Regions from separate parts of the Drosophila melanogaster genome. Here region 1 is linked to region 2. Evidence: chromatin contacts called from public Hi-C data. All regions are on one chromosome and are shown on one strand. Each heading gives the region's core, a stretch centred on a gene start, on an enhancer-like site or on the middle of the called end of the contact. The rest is flanking DNA. Distances are from core to core; before and after follow the strand shown.

What was found. Hi-C and Micro-C count contacts between places; a contact is called where the count stands out from the background.
Region 1: a Hi-C map of the Kc167 cell line shows a contact between it and region 2, with 4 times the contacts expected there. The contact joins the promoter of KLHL18 here to the promoter of Tango9 in region 2. A contact is called at or near these places in 18 of 107 Hi-C or Micro-C datasets (the D17-c3 cell line, the Kc167 cell line, the ML-DmBG3-c2 cell line and 7 more) and 2 of 6 datasets of contacts at active chromatin or transcription factors (the Kc167 cell line and the S2 cell line).

What each region holds. Positions count from the first base shown.
Region 1 is chr3R:12,007,612-12,012,419 of dm6, reverse strand. KLHL18 (Kelch like family member 18) reads left to right here and starts at 1,986. Exons shown (of 5, transcript NM_001275565.1): 1 at 1,986-2,178; 2 at 2,277-3,130; 3 at 3,193-3,451; 4 at 3,525-4,057; 5 at 4,492-4,808. The coding sequence starts at 2,047. The coding sequence ends at 4,007. It overlaps GCC185 (GRIP and coiled-coil domain containing 185 kDa), which reads right to left and starts at 1,648. Exons shown (of 5, transcript NM_001104285.2): 1 at 1,460-1,648; 2 at 1,298-1,397; 3 at 1-1,237. The coding sequence starts at 1,489.
Region 2 is chr3R:11,972,425-11,977,100 of dm6, reverse strand. It overlaps Tango9 (Transport and Golgi organization 9), which reads left to right and starts at 2,191. Exons shown (of 4, transcript NM_001316533.1): 1 at 2,191-2,555; 2 at 2,644-2,791; 3 at 2,874-3,027; 4 at 3,089-4,676. The coding sequence starts at 2,488. The coding sequence ends at 3,864. CG10005 reads left to right here. Exons shown (of 4, transcript NM_141880.4): 1 at 1-112; 2 at 606-1,002; 3 at 1,387-1,677; 4 at 1,788-1,945. The coding sequence starts at 13. The coding sequence ends at 1,585. It overlaps GC2 (Glutamate Carrier 2), which reads right to left. Exons shown (of 3, transcript NM_169443.3): 3 at 4,205-4,676. The coding sequence ends at 4,233.

The sequences.
Region 1 (4,808 bases), core at 737-3,236, 36 kb before region 2:
AAGTCTCGTTGTCGCTTGACCTCCGCTTCGTGCTGTTCTTGAAGGCGTGAAATGGCATCACCGCGTCCTTTGAGCGCCTCGTTCAGTTCCCGCATCTCCGTTAGCAACTCTCCATGCTCTTGCTCCTTGAGGTGGTATCGCGTAAGCAAATCCTCGTTGTGTTGGCGCAGTTCTATGCAGATGGCTTCCAACTCCTGCAACTTCCTCTGCTGATTATCACGCTCCTTTGCAATGACTTTGACCAGATTTTGCATTTGATCAAGCTTGGTCTGGAATAAGCTTACATTAAGGTTCCTGGCGTGATTTTTGGTGTTTTCCTGCTCCTTCGTTACACTTATCAATTGTTCCTTGTCAATTCTATGCTGCTGCTTTATAATGACTGCAAGCTCTTCGAGAGCGGTTATCTTCTTAAGTAGGTACTCCACATTCAAATTGCTCCTTTGGTTCTTTTGCTTCTGCTTCACTATTTTGGCTAGCCGATCCATTTCCTGAACTCTTTGCAGCAAGCGCTTGCGGTCAATTCCAGTGTCAATTGTTTGAGGATTATTGTCTGACTTTCCATTGTTCAGCTTCAGTTTTTCATTCTCGGCCTGCAGGGATGCCATCTTTGCGCACAACAGTTGCGAAGCTTTGATAATCTCCACCTGCCATTTGGAAACGGATGCGGCGTACTCGTGCTGCGTTTCCAGCAGCACGCACTTGCACTCCTTGAGGTTCTTCAACTTGCGGTGTACATCAATGAAGCGGTCCTTTAGAGAATTAAACTTCTTGCGTTGCTCAGAGTTAAGTTCCTTGATGTTTTGGTACTTTTGCTGCAGCACACTCGACTCTTCTTCCATCGTGGCGACTTGCTGGCGAAGACTAGCGTTTTCCGCCTCCGCTTCCTTAATTTTGGCAATGTCCACTTCCAAAAGTTCCAGATTCTTGCGCTGCTCGTTACCCAGAGCATTGACCTGTTGCATAGCCTTTTCCATGCGATCCACATTGGCAAGGAGGGCATCGTTTTCATCACTCAGTCGCCCAAGTTGGCGCTTTAGGCTCTCGTTCTCGATCTCGAATTGCGTCAGTCGATCGGCATCCTCTTTGGTCTTTCGTTTCAGATTATTCACTTCCTCGGTGAGGATGAGGTTCTTATCGGTGAAGTCCTGGACCATTTCCTGCATGGCTGGCAGGCTGCTCTGCTTCTCCGCCGCCCGTTTAAGGGCATCCTTGAGTCGGTGATTTTCCTCGGTGAGTTCTGAAAGAGAGTGGCTTGCATTATTCTGGAAGATTCCCTGAAACTCTCCATCAAACTTACCATCTTTTGCCTGTTTCGCCTTTTTAGCGATGTTGAGCAGGCCTTTGTATTTGCTGATGATTTCATCTTTGCTCAGCGCCTCGATCGGATTCGGGTTCTTCTGCAAATGCAAATAACAAGATGAGACGTCATCATCAATTCTAGCGACACCTTTTTACTCACCTGGGTTTCCCTCGGTGATGCGGCTTCCATGTTACTTGCTATTTTCGTATCCTTGCATTTAATAGCGGTCCAAACATTTATGTCTTAACTCAGATCAGTGGTTTTCCAATTAGCAAGCGACCCAGATTACTCGAAAATGTTTTTGGACCCTTAATCAATCCGAGCGAAGAAAACACTCCAGCCACACTAACAGCTGATAGGGCTGTCATCACCGCCCAATTAGTGATGAGCGTCTTTTTTTAAGAAGGTGACGCAAAAACGGAAAAATTACTAATTAAAATTAAATGAAAGAATAATATTGTCTTAAAAATATGTGCTTTTTAAGGATTTAATTATCACTGTTGCATAAAAAGGGCTCAACTTTTTAATAAGTATTATGAAATTACATTTTGGTCCAAGAACGTTACCTTTAAAATTAAACAATATGATTCAATAAATTTGTTTCACTACTATTGGTGTTGTTCAACTATCGAAGGAACCTCAACTATCGATTAATGTGACCGCTCACCACTGACCACCACTAGCTCTGCAGTACAAGCAACATTTGGCATCTCTACTGTTTATCATTTTCTTGATCCGTTAAAGTGATGGATTTGAGTGATAATAGCCAAGTGGAGGATCAATACTTTGTTTACAAGCATGATAAGCTATTCGGCGAGAGTTTCCCCCTGTTCAAGGAAATCCGCAGGATGGGCAAGCTGTGCGATGTCACCCTAAAGGTTGTTTGCGTGCAGACTGGGGCATTCAATCACCCGCAGCTCAGAGATACGTTCATTATCTAGCGTCTAAATATAAAATGCCATCCCAATTATTGCAGGTTGAAGATCAGACCTTCTCAGCGCACCGCGTTGTGCTGGCGGCCACCATCCCGTATTTCTATGCGATGTTCACCAACAACATGGCAGAGAGTCGGATCAAGGAGATCACCATGAAGGAGAGCGCCATAGAGCCAAGTGCCCTGGAGAGTCTGATCAACTATGTTTACAGCGGCCAAGTGCGCATCGACAACCAGAATGTGCAGAACCTGATGGTGGGCGCCAGCTTCCTGCAATTGTCCAACGTGCGGGATGCCTGTGCCAGTTTCCTGATCTCCCGCTTTCATCCGCACAATGTCCTGGGAATCCGCACCTTCGCCGACTCCATGATCTGCCGGCAGCTAATCGACGCTGCCGACAAGTATATTGATCAAAACTTTGCCAAAGTCTCGCAGTCGGAGGAGTTTCTCGCCCTGGACTGCGAACAATTGCTGGAGCTGATGCGCCGGGACGAACTCAACGTACGCACCGAGGAGGTCATCTTCGAGGCCTGCATGAAGTGGGTCAAGTACGCAGAAGACAAGCGCTCTGAGCTCTTTCCTCAGGTCCTGGCTGCAGTGCGTTTGCCATTGCTCTCGCCTCAGTTCCTGGCGGACCGTGTGGCCCGCGAGGAACTCATTCGATCCTCGCACCAATGCCGTGATCTCCTAGACGAGGCCAAGGACTTTCACCTCATGCCCGAGCGCAGGGGTCTGCTGCAGAGCTTTCGCACGCGCCAGAGATCCGGTGAGTTCTTTACCGGACAAATATACGCCGTGGGAGGACTGGCCAGCACTGGGGAATCTGTGAGCACGGTCGAGATTTACGATCCGCTCACCAAAAAATGGAAAATGGGCGAACAAATGTCCATGATGAGGTGAGTGTGCGAGGAGCATTTATTTCTATTCTATCCCATACTAATTGCCAATTTTTCGACAGATCTCGCGTGGGTGTGGCCGTTCTGAATGGCAAGCTGTACGCCTTTGGTGGATTCAATGGCACCGAACGTCTGTCCACCGTTGAGGTCTACGACCCGCGCAAAAACAAGTGGTCCCAGGGCTGTGCCATGCTCTGCAAACGCAGCGCCGTGGGCGTGGCCGCATTGGATGATTGTATCTATGTGTGCGGCGGCTACGACGGCGTCACGTCGCTCAACACCGTTGAAGTTTACTATCCAAAGTCTAACACTTGGAAGACTGTAAGTAAACAAACATTCTATGTAACCCAGATGGGTAAGAAAACTGATCCAACTTTAATTTCACTACCCGAAGGTTGCTCAAATGATGAAATATCGTTCGGCTGGTGGAGTTACCCAATTGAACGGCTACGTCTACGCCCTTGGCGGTCATGATGGGTTGTCCATATTCGATTCGGTGGAGCGGTACGACCAGGCCGAAGATGTCTGGGTTAAGATGTCGCCCATGCTGAATCGTCGCTGTAGACTGGGCGTGGCCACGCTGAACGGAAAGATATACGTGTGCGGCGGCTACTGCGGCAACTCATTCCTTCGATCCGTAGAGTGCTACGACCCTCAGACGGACACCTGGAAGCTGGTGACACCAATGAATTGCAAACGCTCGCGGGTGGCTCTGGCCGCCAACATGGGCAAACTGTGGGCCATCGGCGGCTATGATGGCGAGTCAAATTTGTCTACAGTCGAGGTGTACGATCCGGAGACCGACAAATGGACCTTTATGCCGCCCATGTGCGCACACAGTGGTGGTGTCGGAGCCGGGGTCATACGGATCGAGTAACCCACTCGATTCGCCTGCCAAACCCGTTTCTCTAGCCACACTCGTCTTAGGTAATTTATGTGAATTGAATCGATATAGTTTAGCCTAGATATGATTGTTGAGGGTAACCAAGCTTTAGTGGCACCTCGTGCGGCCGCCTCGTATGCAACTCAGCTCAGCTCTTGCAGCTCTATCAAAATTGTTCATATACTACTCACAGCTCTATAGATTTTGTCATTCCAGTTATGTAATTGTTTAGTTACTACGCCTAGCCTTAAATACTCATTACAATATTAATCCTCCAAATAAAAACATGTATAACGCATGTTATGTAAAAATTTATTAATGGTTGGTTTATTTTTGTAAGACGGGTAAAATAGTCCTATGTATAACTAAAATCAATTTCACACCAATTTAAATCATATTTTATTTAATTTAATTTAAATTGAACTAGACTCTTAACATTAAAGTTATCTAAAGACGTATTCTTTGTATTCATTTTCAGTCATTACCCTCGCCATTTGTAATCTTGAAATGTTTTAGAAGGTTGTTAAAGTTCAGTAATTTCCTTACAGTAAAGGGACGACTGTCAACCTTTTGCACATCGTATAAATCAATTGTGTTTCGACGATCCATATGGGCGGCGGATACGTTTTATTTGAACAATAATAAATGGTTGACAAATAACAAAGCAATCTGAGCGACAAAAAGGCGAAAATGGCGAGGGCAGCGCAAAAAGTTGATGGTCAATAAGCAGGCCTTTATGGAAGGCAGTGCACTTGTTTATTGTCCCTAAAATACTTTCAGTTTTAATTAAAAATG
Region 2 (4,676 bases), core at 942-3,441:
AAGTGCAGTAATATGTCGGGATTAATGAATGGCTTTCTGCTTTTGTTCGCCTGCAATTTGCTGTTGGCTGTGCACGTATCTGCCAATAAGCAGCAGAAAAATCAAAACCAAGGTAAGATCGTCGACTTGGGTCAGCAAGAGAACAACGTGACTGAATCATCCAGGTTGGGCGAAGAAATTCCCAATGCCAAGTTCTTTTGCTGCGCGCTGTTCTAGCCAGACCAAAATAAACAGAAACCGGTTACCAGCAATGCCGGCTATCTGAGAGATGAGTGAACTTCAACGGTTCGGTGGATAAGGTGCACAGAAATGGTAGGCTCAGGTGGTTCTAACGGTTACTTACGCGAAGAAAGCACTTAAAAGTGGCCAACAAAAGAAAAGGAGAGTTATAGTCTATAAATGCTTAAAGAAAGTTGAAGAACTTAAGCAGGCTTTTATGTTTAGTTACTTGCATTTTTTTAATTGGAACAATTATACCTAGTTTACTAAACGTACAACATTACATTAAAAAGCAAAAGAAGCAGATATTTTTACTTAATAGCATAGAAACGTGTTACATAAACCACCTTTAATGTCAAGCATGAAATTGTTTCGCCCTATTGCAGAAATCTGGGAACAAGACCTTTCGGACACCTTTAAAATCGAGGGCAGCGACCAGGGCATTCAAAAGGTTAACCTCAAGTGCGGAGCGGACTCCATGAACGTGGTGCTGGAGACGGAGAAGCCTTTCATGGGTGTGATGTACACTCGTGGCAGCTTCTACAAGCAGTCTGCGCCGTGCTTCATGAAGCCATCTTCCAGCCAGGGATCCCGCACAATGGAGATGAACTTCCAGCTGGACCAGTGCCAGACGATCCGGGATGGTGATCTCTACACCAACATCGTGGTGATCCAAAACGACCCAGAGCTGATCACACCCGGAGATTCGGCCTTCTCGCTGGAATGCGACTTCCGGCAGCCTCGCAACCTGGACGTGGAGGCCAGCATGCAGGCCAGGGACAGGTAAGGTGGCGGATCTGAGTCCGAATCTCTGATTACGATCTCTGATCTGCATTAGAAACCCACAAAAGTTGCGCGGAGCACGCGGTGGAGCCCGCCAGCGCCAATAGATCTTTTCAACCAATCTAGATCTTTCCTCTTCGACTACAATCACCTCCAAAAGCTGTACATAAGGTACAAGAGAGATGACCAGTTTTTTTGCTATACCCCCAAAATCTAATACCAGCCAAGTAGCGCTATACTAACCATACATAACTAACTTTGGTACACAACAATCAGTTACGGCCCAGATAGGTACTCATAGGATATTCGAATATTTATCCGAATTATTTAGTCCACTTGTCACACCACCAGTACAATACCCGCCCACATACATGCATTCCACAGAGTGGCCACTGGTTCGAAAATCACACTCACAAGTCCTGATCCCGCGGCACCCACGGAACACCTACATAACTCGGTGGTCAGCAACAGCGACTCGGTCGCATACATACCAAAGTTCAGTCGGCCAAATAGAACCATACACCTGGGCTCCGTGGAGGAGGTGACGCTGCCATCGTCCTCCCAGGCGCGAGATGAGCTCTAGGAACACCTACACTCCACGAAACGATACTTAAATAGAACACAAGATACTCAAAGACATTATCACAACACTTAAAGAAACACCACAGAGTACAGGTGAGGCGACAGGACACGCTTTGGTTGCCAACTGTGTTTTTGCTTGCTAATGTTTGCTAAATATCGATTTTGCGATCCTATACTATATTATAATATTGAATTATTTACAGGAAATTAGCACAGAATGCGACGCAGGCGCCAACGGAAGCAAATTGATGGCAATTGTGCGGCAAATGCATTAACACCACTTCATGTATTTTCATTTAAATGGTTTTTCATATCCTGTGATATTTTTTAAGTTTGTGTTTAATAAAAACTTGGCAAAAGTAATCCATTTTTCTGTTGAAATATTTATACAATTTGTAAAGTCCCAAAGATCGTCAACGAAGTTTTATGTGACACTTTCCCTAATATTAAATCCATAAGCATTTTGGTGTCGATTCAGTTTTAATTTCAAAATATAATTTCACGCGCCAATTTAAAACCCACCAGTTGCTTTGTAGTGTGACCATATTCGTTGTTGATTTCCTGCTCACTATATTTTGTGTAGTATTTTTGCTAGCCTGTGCGGTCTCACTGTTGGCGAAAAAAAATAAACAAAAGTCCCGTAAAGACAAACTAATTCGCACTACTTGCAAAAAAATTACTAGTTACTTAGGTTTTTGACCTTGAAAAAGGTAAAGTTACTGGTTAATGACCACAACAACTCAAGTGGATTATATAGATCTGTGGAAGGGCAGTCAATTGACCGTCTGGCCGCACTTTTTTGCACTTATCACTGCGCAGTCACAATTGCAAATTGCACAAAGAACGTCAATATTTATAAATCGAATTAACGCTGCACCCGTCAAGTGAATCTTCCGCCGACGAATGGATCATCGTGTTTTCCTGTCGCTGATCTTTGTGCTCAGCGGCACCTTCAACGTTCTGGTGGTGAAGTGAGTACCAAAAGATCGCTTAATAATAGTAAGTAATAGTGCTAAATAAATGTGCACTCGATGCTGTGTGTGCGTGTACGCATTGCAGGTGGGCCAATCAACAACAGGTAATCGGCAGCGATGGAAAACTTCATGGATTTCAACATCCAGTGGTGTTCACACTGCTCATGTTCCTGGGCGAGTTCCTGTGCTTTGCGGTCTTCAAGGTGATCCGCCTGATCTCCAATCGTCGTGGAGTAAGTTCCAATGCCGGTTGGTTTATAATCGGCAAAGCTTTTGTATTTAAGGAACTTTTAATCATCTGGCAATCATACACAGGTTATATCCGATCTGGATAGCATCTTGTCGCAGGACAGCAGTGAGTTCCGCCCTGTTAGCATGCTATTGCCCACTTTGCTGGATGCGGCAGCCTCCATTCTGTTGTTCACCGGACTTTACTTGACTTACGCCACCAGCTTTCAGATGATAAGAGGTACTTCTATCAGACAGTGGCCTTGCTTATCATTACTTACGTCGCCTCATCTTTCCCGCAGGCGCCGCCCTGATCTTTGTGGGCATCTTTAGCACCATGTTTCTGAATCACACGCTGACCGGACGGCACTGGCTGGCCATCTTTACGATATCGTGCGGCCTGCTGGACATTATCAGTCTGGACGTCCATCGCGTTGAATACGACCTGGTCACGTTGCCTTACACGGACTACAAATCCATTCTGACCGGCGACTTACTCATCATCATTGCTGAAATTCTGCACGGACTGCAATATGTTTGCGAGGAGAAACAGCTAAAAACCTCGAATGTTGCTCCACTGCAAGCTGCTGGCTGGCAGGGAATCTTCGGCTTGGGCATCACCTCGATGCTGGCCATTTGCATGAACTTCCTGCCGAGCATTGATCCATTTAGCTGTAGTTCGCGTGCAGTTTTCGACGATTGGGGTGATCTCTTTGCGGCTCTGCAGGGGAGTATCTCATTGATTATGACTCTGATTGCCTTCACCATCTCATGTGCCATGTACAACTTCATTGGACTGTACATTGCGATGTACTCGTCCAGCGCCAACCGGCTTCTGGCCGATGGCCTACGCGTTTACTTCATCTGGGTGTTTGTGATTATCATGGAGTGGGAGTACATGAATCTGGTCACGATCATGGGCTTCCTCATCCTGCAAATGGGTATCATCCTCTACCGACAGGCCCTATTCCTCGACTGGTATCGAGCTGCAGTGGCCCGCTGGTATCGTGCTCGTTACGTGGATTTGGGTACTGAGAATGCGGCTGCTCCGAACAGCCGGCCAGCGGATGTGATCTAAGGTGACTGAGGAGTAGCTGAGGTGAAAGGATTGTGATGAGAGAGATGGGCTGCAAATCAACCCTGGGCTGATTCTTGAAGATTACTTATCGATTATATGTATAGATGCAATAAGAAAATACACACATTAAATGTTAATTGAGCTCCTAGAAGTCATTTCATTTCATTAAATTCTAAATATTGGTTTATATAGGATAATTCCTCTATGATGTAGCCGTCCAATTTGGGAAAGTTTCATACAGATAGCTTCAAACCTGGGGAACTAGCTTGTGTAGAAGACGGACGGATAAAACGGACATGGCTTAATCGACTCGGGGATAAAAAAATTCTTATTAATATGAGGGGGGGGAAGAGACCTTTAATTATAAGTTACACAGATTTCGTTCGCTCGATGCCCAGAATCTTCTCGCCCACACCCAAAAAATAAAACATTTGCGCGATACCAAATAGTGGAGCTAGCACCATTATCCGACATAGACCGCCCTTAAAGAATGCACTTATGCCCTCTTCCTTAAGGGTCCTATTTACACAGTCCATGATGCCTTTGAACTTCTTCTCGCCATCGGCCTGCAGTCGAGTCTTGACCACATCAAAAGGGGTGACCATAAAGGCAGAAGTCATGCCAGACAAGAGTCCAGCTATCAGAGACCAGTAGAAGACCGCTTCCCCAGAACCATCTGACTTGCGTGGCCCCTGGTCATTTATCCAGGCCATTAGCGGAAAGTACACCATCGAGAACGTAATATCCCGCACTCCAGTGGCGCCCACACCCTTGTATAAACCGAAGATTCCACGCTCACGAAGGAGCGTCTT